2 separate regions of the Mus musculus genome follow, and region 2 is linked to region 1. A link is a contact called in public Hi-C data. All regions are on one chromosome and are shown on one strand. Each heading gives the region's core, a stretch centred on a gene start, on an enhancer-like site or on the middle of the called end of the contact. The rest is flanking DNA. Distances are from core to core; before and after follow the strand shown.

What was found. Hi-C and Micro-C count contacts between places; a contact is called where the count stands out from the background.
Region 2: a Hi-C map of the N1E-115 cell line shows a contact between it and region 1, with 3 times the contacts expected there. The contact joins two enhancer-like sites. A contact is called at or near these places in 1 of 39 promoter capture datasets (the 3T3-L1 cell line) and 5 of 484 Hi-C or Micro-C datasets (the 3T3-L1 cell line, the N1E-115 cell line, embryonic fibroblasts and 2 more).

The regions. Positions count from the first base shown.
Region 1 is chr6:33,719,791-33,726,993 of GRCm38.p6, forward strand. All of the region lies in intron 10 of Exoc4 (exocyst complex component 4), which reads left to right. Among named protein-coding and RNA genes, the nearest start is that of Gm13853, 270 kb to the right of the region's middle. Within about 2 kb of position 1,606, at least 15 of the 459 cell types and tissues checked have an H3K27ac peak or open chromatin away from gene starts, as enhancers often do. A contact at or near this core is called in the N1E-115 cell line, where this site is marked.
Region 2 is chr6:33,921,103-33,927,719 of GRCm38.p6, forward strand. It overlaps Exoc4 (exocyst complex component 4), which reads left to right. Exons shown (of 18, transcript NM_009148.4): 17 at 276-435. Among named protein-coding and RNA genes, the nearest start is that of Gm13853, 68 kb to the right of the region's middle. Within about 2 kb of position 2,634, at least 3 of the 459 cell types and tissues checked have an H3K27ac peak or open chromatin away from gene starts, as enhancers often do. A contact at or near this core is called in the N1E-115 cell line, where this site is marked.

The DNA.
Region 1 (7,203 bases), core at 356-2,855:
TAGAGAGACAGCCTTTTCACTAAGGCTTGAAAACACTCCCGGATTCAACAGAAGTCCATCAAAAGAGTTTTGCACAAATAAATCTTGTGTGTCATGTCTCCTTTTCTTTCCCAGAATTCTACTATAATAAGATCCCAGATTGGGTGGAAATGACTCAGTTTCTACAAGACATGCCATACCCAGTCCTTGGCAAGGAGTATCTAAGAAATCATGGCCTGTCACAAACCTCCAAAGATCTACAGGACCTGTAAATCCTACACCCCACAGCAGATTCTCTCATTTGGTGATCTGTCAGGAATATCCACAATGACAACAGCTTACATTAGCATGGTGATATATTTTTAAATTGAGAATTAACCTTTGTTGGCTAAAATTGAAAATGAGAATTGAATGCACTAGAGAAAACTCTTGTTCTAACCTGAGCTTCATATTGACTGCTCACAAAGCTGGAAAGATGACCTTTCATTGCTGTAGAGTCACAAGGCCATGCATAATCAGCCACTCTCACAATAGTAGATTACAATTCCTATGTTCCCACCATGCTTTGGTTCTAAAAACTAATGTCAATTTTTAAGGATTTTTTCTGTGGTACATCATCTAAAAGCACAAGTCTGAAGCTATTTATGGTTTAGTGGGTGAAGGGCTTTTGTCACAGAAGCATGAGGGCCTGAGTTCAAATCCACAGAACCCAGACAAAAGACAGAATACTGCATGTCTGTAATCACAGCAATCCCCTGAATGAGGGGACATGGAGGTCTGAGAGTCCCCAAAACCTTCTGGGTCACTGTGCTGGCTTATTTTATGACATCTTGACATAAGCTAGAGTCATCTGAGAGGAGGGAACCCCCAATTGAGAAAAGGCCTCTATAAGACTGAGCTGTAGGAAAGTCTATAGAGCCCAGCCCATTGCAGGTGGAGTCATCCCTGAGCTGGTGGTCCTGGACTCTATAAGAAAGCATGCTGGACAAGCCACGGGGAGCAAGCCAGTACACAACACCCTCCATGCACTCTGCATCTTGCCTCTAGGTTCCTGCCCTGCCTTCCTTCAGTGATGGACTATGATGTGGAAATGTAAGCTAAATAAACCCTTTCCTCCCCTACGAACAATACAGCAAGAGTTGGTAGACTTGAGCGTAGGGTCTGTGTTTGACATGTACAACTTCCATTTCTTGAGGATGTCATTTCCCTTCTCTAGGATTGTTTCTTTGTCTGCAGAATGTAAATACTGGAATAGCAAGGAGGATAGACAGTCTTTTCTTTCAAAAGTTCACTGATCCATTCAATAACTAGGCTAAACCTTGATGATAGCAGCCCTCAAAACCCATATACTCAAATCTTTTGGGGTACTTGGTATATATGTAGAGAATTTTCTGCATTTCCATGAGGTCCATACCTGATTCATCATGGTCATTAGACTGGACCGGTAGAAACCTGGGCTGAAATTCCCAACTGTACTCTTGGCTTGGTCACAGCCCTTATGCCCGGGCATGTTGTCTGACTTATCTTTAGTTCTACCAGCTGCAAACACAAACAAGGCTTCCTTCCCGACAAGCTGTGTGATGAATGACAGCACGATAGTCTTGTTGTGTCAGCAGCAACCTATGCTGATGTTAATTATAACCTTGTGGTTTCTGTTTCCTATTAGAGCTGTGCCTTTGTCCTCCTAGCTCTTGAGGTGTTTTTCTACTTATTTGTATTAGGGATGAGGACAGCCAAGTTGGCTCTGCAACAGAAGGCTGCCAAGTATCATAACTGAATTATAGTGTTTACTGAAACCAGTATCTCTTAAGCTTTTGTTTAAACCATGTTAACTTTCATAGCTCAGAGGAATTCATCAATCCTGACTACTAGTTATTTGTCAAAATGCTACATTAGGAAATAAAATGTTTCTGCATATCTAGGTTTCCTAAAATAAATGTAACCTCTGAGGGTATGCAAGCATTCTAGGATTCATACTAGTTAGATGCTTGGGCCCCTGGGCTTACAAATAAGCAAATATCCTTCCTTGGTTTTGGAAAACTGTTGGATTATTTCAGATCACACACATACACCCATCTTTGGGGCCTTAAGGGCATTAACATTAATGGAAGTGATGCAAAATTCAATTAGAAATTATCTGATGCTCCCTGCATGTCGATTTCACTCTACAAGGAGCCTCTTCTGCAGAATCTGCCTGAACAGATGAGACTCGGCACAGGCAGGGAGAAAGCTGTCAGAGGAGAAATTTCAAATAAGGGCAGAAAAATGATCCCAACATGGGAGCCCTCTTCACAGCATTACCCTTAGCAGAAGTAGAGCCTAGGGCAAGTCACATTATAATAGACCTAAAATATTTTAAATGAATGCCAAGGAAGACTGCTACTTTAGATTAAATGTTCCTAGGACTAGAGTAAATAACCATAATTGAACATGCAGAGAGACTATAGTGATATCAAAGTCTGATTGCATTGTGTGGACTATACAGGACAAAATAAGGTTCTGGAGACCTATTTCCTGGCTTAAAGGGCATGACACTAATGGATTCTACCCTAGTCACAAGCCTGAGGCATGGGAGAGAATCATGCCAGAGTGGAAAGACTCAAATATCAAGACAGACCAGGGTTTAAATTCAAGCTGTGTCCTTCAATTCCCTAGTGGCTTTCAGCAAACTACTGTACTTCATCTTTAAAATGAGAATAATGTGATTGGGCCTTGTGGTACATGTCTGTAATCCCAACACTTAGAAGACTAAAACAGGAGTAATGTAAGAGTACATACAAATAAACACAAAAACACATACATAGAAAAGTGATATCAGTCTCATAGAGGTTCTAGGAAGACTAGAAGTGAAGCTCATATTCATTCTGATGGTACTTGATATCATAGCATTCAGCAAAGTATTTTTATTTATTTACTTATTTAATGTATATGGCTGTTTTACCTACATGTGTGTCTGAGATATATATATATGTATGTATATATATATATATATATGTATATATATATATATATACATACATACATACACACATATATATACACATATATTCACACACATATATATATACATATATATACACATATATACATGTATATGAGTGTATATATATATATACACATATGTGTGTGTGTGTATACATTTAGCTTCTTCCTAATAGTGTATACACACACACACTCACACACATATGGCCCTTGGAAGCCAGAAGCGAGTGTTTGATCCTTTAGGACATTGTGAGTCATCATGTGGGTGCTAGGAATTATGAAATATCTGGTTGTTTTTCATATGATTCAGTTTGCTTTCTGTGGACAGCGTATGAATGTGATAAATTCTTCATACTTCCATCCTTATGTTCCTACATAATGAAAGAGTAGTCAGTTCTTTTAACCACTGAGTTGCCTCACCAATGACCCTCAATAAATGTTTAAAGACCTTCTGTGATACATATTTTATCATGGACATGAACCTTTACATATCTTGAAAATTTTACCTTTTTAGCTGCTTCCTAATAGTTGGAAATTTCAGAATATTTATGTCTTCATTTTCTAAGCCTCATTGCTGCATAGACTACTAGATACTACTAAGATTAGACATATCAGTAAACTAGGGTTTGACTGTAGTTGATTCCTGAAAAAATATTATATTCATGAACACACAAAGAATATCATACTAACATTTGAAGCACGGCTGTGTGTGGCATCATCATCACGAGGCATGGTCCTGGCCGTCATACTGTTTTCGATTCCTGTAGGAGTTATCTGCTCTTATGAACAAAGAAATAACATGATTCCTAGTGCACAGGGCCAAAACGTTCATCTCATTCATCATGCCAAATCGTTCATCAATCTTTATGTTCTCGAACTCTTGATGCATTGAGAAAGTCTAGTGAAGCTCCCATCTACTGAACTGTGAAGAGTTCAGTGTAAGGGATGATTGCTTGTAGGTTGCTTTAAAAACTATAAATGATCTGGAAAGAAAGAAGGTTCAGGCTTTGAAAACTCAAAATGCTGGCTTTGTTATTTCTTCTCTCATTACAATATACCTGAAGTACAGATGCTCCAAATCAGTTAATAGGTGTGAGGCTGAGATGCTTTCAGTTTCTAATAGATTATTTTATGTAGTTTAATTTCTTAGATATTTAGTTGATGACATGAAAAGAAAATTTCATATGTAGTACATGAAATATCAGTTGTCATATGATTTGGTTTGCTTCCTTTGGACAACCTATGAAGTGATAAATTCTCCATACCTCCATCTTCATGTTTCTATATAATAGAAACCAATCATTTAAAAGCATTTTTATTCCATGTTCTATGATTTTCTTGGTAATTACATATTAATAATTTCGATCAATAAAATATGAGCACATAGCCTCCTCCTTGTTCCCTTTTCTCCTTCATCACCATCTCTCACTATGTAAAAGGTCAAGTGTAAGAACTGATAACGTGTGGCAGGTATTGAACTCTTGTGGCCATTCCCTCTTCAAGGGACCATTAAATTAAAAGGACAGAAAAATATACCTTTGGTATCTTAATTTGATCATTCTAATTGAGGAAATACACCTTTAAATTACTTAGTGTGTATACTCACCTGATCATTTATTTGCTTTCTAATTTGGAACCTTAGTCTTTGCCTTTCTGAGTTTATCTCCAATTAATGAAATGACATGTAGAGAATCCCAAACATCAATATTCAGGAGATTGAACATCAGCTTTGGCCTGAGTCTTTTTCCTCTTCCTCTGTATAGACCATGCTTGTTGCGTGTGGCATTGCTAGTGGGCTCCTTCTGGGAGCGGACAGCAGAGTCTGGTTATAATGACACTTTCAGATTTGTTCTGAGTCTGTAATTAAATGACATCACTGAGTCTTTAATGCATCTGCTATGAAAGTTGGAAGGCTAAATTATCCCATTAAAGAGAGAAAAGTGTCACTGGGTGTTAAAAGATCCCAAGTTTAGTATGCTGTACAGTTGCTTCAGGAAAGCTGTTCCAAGCCAGTTGAACATGGAGCACAGTGGGAAGGCTGTGAGCCTGGAAGGCCGTGTGGTTCAGAACAAGCTGTTCACGATCCACAGCTGCACTTGGACTAACTTTTTAAAACAGAGCCATTAAAAAACATCTTCTGCCTTTTCAAATGCAAGGAACTCCTTGCCTGCTGTTTCTTATGCTCTTAGCTGTGCTATTCCAGGCATGCCAGAAAATATTTGTAGCGTATGACCTCATAATCATCTATTCCTTCTATCTCACAGTTAATCTGTCAAGCCTTTTATAAGGATAGACTGATTAGACAGGAAGAGCCATGGCTTACTTGTATATAGACGACTCCATATTCTCTTTCCTCCCAAAGCCCTTGTTCATGTTCTCTGAACTACTTGTATTCTTACATCGTTAGCACTTTAAATGCCACGACTTTTAGTTTCAGGGTTTAAAAGAAGAGGTGGAACTGTAAATAGGAACCTGTGTTAAACTTAAATCTTAAGTCTTAGTTTATATCCCAACTTCTTCCTTATATACCAGATATAATCATTAAGGGGTTGTTTTCACTGCAGGCAAAGGACATGGGGGTCTGGTGTGTAGCCAAGAGATAGACTTGTGCCTAGTATGGATGAAGCCCTAGGTTGAGTCTTCAGAACAGAGGGAAGGAAAAGAAGGAAGAAGAAAGTGGGAAAAGAAATGTAATATTAAAGAGGGAAAGGTAGTTTTGGAAGGATACTGTAATCCCATAAAAATGCTAGAGACCTCATAAGACTCTGTGGCCTAACAGTCCTAGTTATCACCCACTCCTAAGTTACAGACCTCACACTGGCCAACTGTCTTAAGATACTGGACAGATCAGTGTAGCCACAGTAAAGCCACACATTACAATAAATGGCTTCAAAGAATCTCCTTTTCTGGGGTTATGGGTCCTTCTTTAAGAAGAAGACTAAGGATGCCACCTCCAAAGCTCATGTGTTTTTGGATTAGGTTTAGGTAAGGACACATCAAGAATTTCATACAGTATGGACCAGGTTCAGGTAGTTTTGTAGCATAGCATAAGTCCTAGAAATGTAGCAACAGTTGTCATAACATCTTCAGAATCTGGGAAGTGTGGAACGCTGGTCCTAAAAGCCAATGACCACTCATAAGTTCTGGACTCTACCAGGATGCATTTTCTGGCTTTCATTGTTTGCAACTTCTTCCCTAGTCAACAAAAGACCACACAGCATCCAACAGTGATGATGTTATCAGCCCATGGAAGGGTGATTTAATATTTCATTAAATTTTGTATGTATGTATGTATTTAGGTGTGTGTGTGTGTGTGTGTGTGTGTGTGTGTGTGTGTGTGTGTGTGTAGAGCAACAGTTAAAGAAATAGAGGCCATGAATTGATAGAGAATTGGGTGGGTTCAGGAGAAGGGTTAGTAGAAGAAAAGGGAAGAAGGTAGATGATGTCATTATATTTTAATTACAGCAAGAAAAAAAGGAAAACTATCTGCCTATATGTGCATGCAGTCATACAAGAAAATAGAAAAGAGACTGCTACGCTTTTTTTTTAATCCCTTCAAATGGTATTACTTGACTTATATGTATTCAAAATCCACTCTGCTTAGAGTATTGAGATAAAACCGTGAAAACTAAAGATGTCAAATCAGGTCCTGCATTTCTATGCATTAGTTAATAATATAAGACAAACACAGAAGGAGCTATTATACAGTTAGACTTCAAGATTGTAAATAAACTCAAGGTGATCATACTATAGATGCAAAGAGCTTTATGCATAAAATAGGAAGGATTTATGACTAGCAACAGTAATTATAAGTAGCATTTATTGAGCATTTGGGTCAGGTACTACAGTGAGTACTTTTTAGGGGTTAATTCATTTAATTGCTCACCATATAGGTGATGTAGATTTTTAGATGAAGGCTTAAGACTATTGTCTTAGTCATCTTAGACTATTAAAGCAAAATACCATGTATTGAGTGGCTTGTACTACATTTCTAGCGTTCTGGAGTTTAAAGTCTGAGATGAGAGTGCCATCTCGTTCTGCCGAATGTTCCTCTTGGCATAAAGATAGCTGCTTTTGGTGTATCTCCTTATGGGCTGTATGGGAGGCTCTGTTCTTATTAAGATACTTTTCCTAACCTAATTAGTTCTAAATTATATACCTCCTAATACTATCAAGATAGGAGTTTAGCCAGGCATGGTAGGGCTGTACTGGAAAGTCTAACTGGCAGATTTAAGAGTTCTC
Region 2 (6,617 bases), core at 1,384-3,883, 200 kb after region 1:
GGAGTCATGGTACTAAAAAAGATGGCTCAGCAGTTAAAGGCTAGATTCACAACCAAAAAGACAATAGGAATCCTTCTCATTTATTGATGTTCTCTAAATCTCTGTAGAAGTATTCTAAGGCTTTTGCCAGATTAGCTATTGCAAATGGTTACATGTTTTCTTGAGTTATTTAAACCTGTAGAAGATGAAAAAGAGTTATCCTCTGTATTAGTTTAAGCCAGATGCCATTAATATATCTCTTCTTCTCTCCTCACTACTCTGTGCTCACCCCTCAGGTCTGGGACACCTCATCTCCTGTATCCTCATTAATGGGGCCCAATACTTCCGGCGCATCAGTGAGTCTGGCATCAAGAAAATGTGTAGGAACATTTTTGTTCTTCAGCAGAACTTGACCAACATCACCATGTCACGGGAGGCAGACTTGGACTTTGCAAGGTATGGATGAATTGGGCTAGATTTCTTATCCAAAGGCTCATGCCTATAGTGAGCTTGTCTTACAAAACAAAACAAAACAAAACAAAACAAAACAAAACAAAACAAAACAAAACAAGAAAACTTACCTTTAAAAAAGAGAGAAAGATGTCTGGAGAAATAGTTCAGTCAAGGTACTTGTGGTACAAGCAAGAGGAACAGAGCTCAAACTCTGAGGATCCATGTAGATGCCATGTGAGTGGGTTTGGTGACTCCCCTGTGATACTAACCTTGGGAAAAAGAGACTAAGACTCCCCAGACCAAGGCCTGGGCTTTACTAGGAGACCCGCCTCTGTGAGAAAGGACAGATGGTGGAGGGCCTCCACATGTGAGCACACACGTGCAAACGAGCACACTTACATGCATTCCATACATGAAGAAAGACAAAAGGGAAGCAGTATTCTTAAGTGACAAAACCAGCCACTCTATACAATCCTCTTCAAAGATTCAGATCCCTCAGGAAGGTAATTTTCCCACTGTGTAGCCTAAGCTGTGTCTTGTTTTGTTTTGTTTTGTTTTGTTTTGTTTTGTTTTGTTTTACGTTTATTTATTTCATGGCAGGGCTAGGAAGGAGCAAGGTGAGGGAGTGAGTGCTGGAGAGTGTGTGTGGAGATAGATCAGAGGACAACTTATGGTTCTCTCCTTCCACCACGTAGGCCCTGGTGACAAGTATCTTTACCTGCTGAGCTGTCTCACTGGGCTTAAACTTAAGTTCCTCACCCTATAAACCGACAGTGACTGTCCTCTGAGTAAGGGAGCACTGTTCGCAACAGTTCACAAGATGCATAAGCGAGTAGGCCCTGCGTTAGCCAAGAGACAGTGAGTGCCGCATGCTCTACCGCAGGCTTTCAGTACATGTGTCGCATGTGTGCATATGATTTCCCCTCTTACAAAATTGAAGCTATGTTAATGTAACTTAAAATATATTCATTTCATGTTGTCATATAGTAGTAATCTTTGAAAACATGGGTTTTTTTTCAAATACTCACTAATATTTCTAGAAAATTTCACTTTCAATAAGTGAATAAATTTGTGGTATAAATTAACAGAAATTTATTTTCTAACCGCTTTGGATGTCGGTGGTTTGCATTTTGTTTCTCTCCTGGTAAGCAAGTACGGAACTTGCCTTTACATGAGCCTGTTTGGACACCGTTTCTGCATTGACCCAGTTAAAACCTGTCCAGTTTTCTTCCCACTGAGAGCAGAGTCGTTGGCCTTTTTCTCCTCAAGGTTGCTCATCACAATTCTTAGTGTCCCTTAATGTCTCCTTCTAAGGCACTTTTTCAAATGGTAGGGTTAATTTTATTTTACACCATTTGGTTTCCACATTATACGATAAATAATCAAACCCTTGGCGCTTTGTTAAACTGTTTTGTAGAATGTGGATCGCAGTACGTAGCAACTCCTCCCACCCTTCCCCCACGCTCTGTTACTTACAGTTAGAAGAACTGGACCTTAAACTGCATTTCCAAATGCCTTTTTAGCTGGAAAAACACTTGTTTTTAGTCCAGAATGTTCTTGTTTAGCACTTCTGGTTTTTTACAGAAACAGACTTTACATTCCTCTAGAAGTTCGGGAAAAAGTAAAATAGTTTTTTGAATAGTTAAGAAAATGACACGTGTAACTGACTATGATAAAGACACGTGTGCTGGGGTCTTTGCTTGGAAAGTGGCCTGCATGTATTCCTTTTTAACTTTTCTAATCTAGTGGGTTGATACCCACTTGCTTCTCTGCCACTCTATCTTCTCCTATATTTTTTACTGTTTGCAGAAAAGTGGTGTGTGTGTGTGTGTGTGTCTGTGTGTCTGTGTGTTCATTAAATTCCATGTTTTATGATAAATTTGGTGGAAAGCCTTTCTTGTTCAGATTAGGGAAACCAGGTGTGACTGAATGCTGCATTTATTTGGCCGCTCTTATGGGAAATGATCTCATTATTGAATTAGTCTATCCATAATAACATTGACAAGGGGAAGTTAAGAACATGGAGGCCTGAGGGATACAAAGAGCCATTACTAATTCTCTGAGGACTATAATTCCTAAATTCAATCATCCTTTTTTAAATGATTTTTTTTATTTAGTTGAAATAAGTAAATTAACACAGTCCTTGGCAGACAGTATGGGGCCCAAACAAATACTGAGAAAACAGCGTCTGCATCATGAAGCCCTGACAGGGTAGCACTGAGATTGGCATCAGTGGGCGATGTTCCAGTGAAGGGTTTCTGCAGGACATAATTGAATGGCAACTCACTCATGCCTTTCACAGTTGGGTTTCTGAATTATATCCAAGGAGTGGGTAAAAGGTGAATGTGACCACCAGGGAGGGTGTGTCTGATGTTAGCCCTGTTCTATAATGGATTATGCAGGCTGGTGTACACATGTAGTGTGAGCAGATTCTGTGCTCCAGATCCTGCAGCAGACACCATCTCTCCTTACTTAAATGGGAAGCTTCTTGGTGCTTAGAACAGAGTACATGATCACTAGATGTGGTGAGAAAATGAGTAAATGCCAAACCAAAGCTGATGAAGAGTTTGCAAAATAACCAGGAAGGTGATCTGCCCTGAAAGTTTTAATCAACAAATATAGTCAATTTTCTATGCCCTCCTAGGAAGCAAGAGTGTGTCTCAATGTTGGAAAGCAGGAGATACCAAATGTTGTAATGTAGGCCATCAGGCCGTGGTCTCTTTCCTCCTCATTTGCTCTTGTTCTCATGTGGCTGTATTTCTCAGCCTTATCTTCCCCTTCTCTTTGAGGTAGGACATAATGTTCTGAAATGGTCTCCATCAATTCTACCAAATTTGAAGCTGTGTAAAATAAATACCAAAAACAGCCAGGACTAAGAGACTGCAGCAGTGTGCCTCAGCATTCCTCAAGCAGTGTCTAATCAAGCATGGACAACGGCACCTGTATTTCCAGTGAATCTCTATAGAAATGTTATCTTCTAACAAGTAATTAATCACCAGTCGCCATGTGTCAGAAAACTGACTTAACGAGAAGTTGTACAACACCTGTAGGTTTTTTCACTGCCACGCATTCCTGGCCGGTCAAAACTATAGCACCTTTCTATACTAAGGAATTAGGGGATGTGGAGTGGTTCTACTTCTGTTGATTTTCCTGCCCACGTCGAGGTTGTCTGTCTCTTTATACACGCTGTACTTTAATCTCTACTGGGGTAGGTTAGGTGAACAGAGAATCAAGACAGCCTGAACATTACCAGGATCACTGAGAGCTCTGTCCTCCATGGTGAAGATCACTTCAATGTTGCTGTCGTTTTGACTCTTCATCCCACCATTTAATTTTCAGAATCAAAAAGATTCACTGCCCAAGAAAATCATAGCAGATTAACTGGAAAGTTTCTGGGTCTCTAAGTGTGCATGGCTGTAGTTATCTATCACCGCTCATCTAAACTTGAGCTGCCATGTTCATTTACAGAAATAAGTCACCAAGGCCACCGTGGATGCCATGTGGTAGGAGGACAGAGCTCAGCAGAAGGGTAATGAGCTGTGTGACAGGATTATCTGCCAATCTCTGTAGATTCAAAAAGAACATCCCAGAGTGGTTTCCCCGGTTCCTCTTCTCTTTCTCATATCTTCCTTTTCGCAGAGAATAGAACATTTGTTTGAATTTGGATTTAGGTTGTGTTGGGGGTTTTTTGTTGTTGTTGTCCTTGATTTTTGTATGTTTGGTTGGCTGGTTGGTTTGGTTTTTAGGAGGGAACTGGGGGATTGGAGGCTTTTTTGGGTTTTTGTTGTTGTTGTTTGAGATAGGGTCTCACTATACAGCGCTGACTGGCCTAGAGCTTTCTATGTAAAGTAGGCTGCCCTCGAACTCATTGGAATCCGACTGTCTTAAAGGTGTAGCTGCTAAGCCTGTCTACTCTTCCTTTTGTTCTATCTTTCCCATACTGCTTTGCATTCTACTTTCCTCATTAGCAGTCATGACTCATTACCCCCCCACACACACACACACATTTTGTATTTCTTTAGACAAATGTCTTCATTTAAACCTTTCAAAGATAAGGAAATGAAAGCTGAAGTTCCAGAGGTGGTAAGGAGACCATTTCTAAGATGGAGAACAGAACATTTCTTTACATTATTATTCCTTTATTCAGTGAACACTTATTTTCTGGAAGTGTCTCCTCTCTCTTGGTCCTACCCTGGAGGAACTTGCATTGTTATAAGGTAAAATACAAATGAATAGATAGGTAAAACTATGATAGATAAACTATGTTAGATGATGCAAGAATGTCAGTTCTGATGAACTTGCAAATATGAACTTTCATATTGAGAGGCAAAAACCAAACTAGTAAGTAGAATGCAAAATATGTCAGTTTTTCAGACATGCTATGATTTTTTTAAAAAACTAAGCTTAAAAAGGAAAATTGAGAGTACAGGGTTTAATTTCAGCACTCATGAGAGTTCTTAATGAAATGATCATAGTTAGAGGGTGGGATCTATAGGAAGAATGGGAACAAGCCTTTACTATATCTAGGAAAAGACCATACCAGAAAGACCAAAGGGACGCACAGGATGAAGACCCAGAGAGAGGAGTGTGTTTGGTGAGGAAAGCAGAAAGGTGAGGATGGATAGAGCAAGAAGAAGAGGTGGGATCATGAATGTATGCAAAGGAGCTAAGAGCTCAAGGCCATTGTAGTGACACCAACTTTCATTAGAAGGAAATAGGAGACACTAACACGGAGGGAGAAGTGTGTCACAATCTGAACCCTCCTGTCTGCTCGGAGAATCAGAGGCCTGGGGAGGAGGCCAGCATATAAACAGAAGGATCCATCAGAAAAGCACCCACAGTCATCCTTCAGGTCAGCCATGGTGACCAATCAGCGCTGGAGAAAGTGAGAAGAAGCTTAGGCTAGATTGTAATAGTCAAGAGGACGAGGAGAACCAGTGACTGTTTCCTTCTGAGCAATTCAAAGCGGAGCTTTTAATGTACCGAACCAGACGATGGCTAAAGCTAAATGAGTTTGGGGATGGAAGATACCAAGAGTTTGAGTGTGTTACAATATTTGTTATGCCTCTTACAGATATGAATGGAGACAGGTCTTGAAAGAATGGAGGAGGGTCTTGAGAAAAAACCTAGAGTATAAGAGTCTGGTCTAGAGAAAAGAGCTTGGGAACCATCAGCTTACACATGGGGTTTGAATCCAGAAGACAGAATGAGAAGTGAGTTCTGGCTGGGAAAACAAGCAGAGAAAAAAAAGAGATGCTGTCTGAGAAATGGGCTTCGACTGGCCCACTGTTTGTGTGCTGGGGTGGGTACTGAAAAAGTGCCATCGGAGAGAGTGAGCAAACATCCCTAAGGAAGGTAAATAACGCAGGAAAGAGATATCCTGGAGGTGTCTGTGTGTCAAATGCAGCCCTGGGTTACACTAGCTCAGTAGAGAGAACTAACTGGCTGCTGGTAGACTTGATCAGAGGCCTAGACCTTGATTTATAATACCCCATCTTTCCTATGTAATTTGTCTAAAATAGGAGCCAGCCTCATGTTAAACATGTTTCTCTTGGTTTATAGTAGGTTTAGAGGTGACTAGAGCAAACAGAAATACACCGGAATGTCTGTGGTATGATATGGAAGGGCCATATTGGCAGCATCTCGTTGATCAACATCAGCACTCATGAACATGTACACAATGTGGAGCCTTGATACCACGTGATGAAATTGTCTCTTTATCTCTGAGCTCTTTCTCCAAGAAAGACATCAGAGATTTTTATGCAGGGATAGTTATAAAATACCTGACCAACACTCCTCCGTAGTATAAAAGCCATTAAAAACAAACCAAACAAACACGATAGTTGGTGAAGCTATCTCAGCCAGGACACATGACACCTAATTGTCTCTCCTATCCTGGATGGGGTCCCAAAATTGAAAGAGCGTGCAGTAAAAATGAAGGAAGTCTGGATGAAGTTGGGTTGTAGATAATGATGGTATATTAATGTTGGTTCATTAGTTGTGATAAATGTGCCATACTAATATAAGATGTTAGTAGGAATAATGAATATAAGTTACTTGAGAACTTTATACTAACTTACTTTTTTCAACTTTGTGTGACTAAAACCTCTTTTTAAAAATAATCTGTTAAAATGTTATCAAAGACATTTATGCCATGAAGATCTGCATGTGGATGATTTATGGTG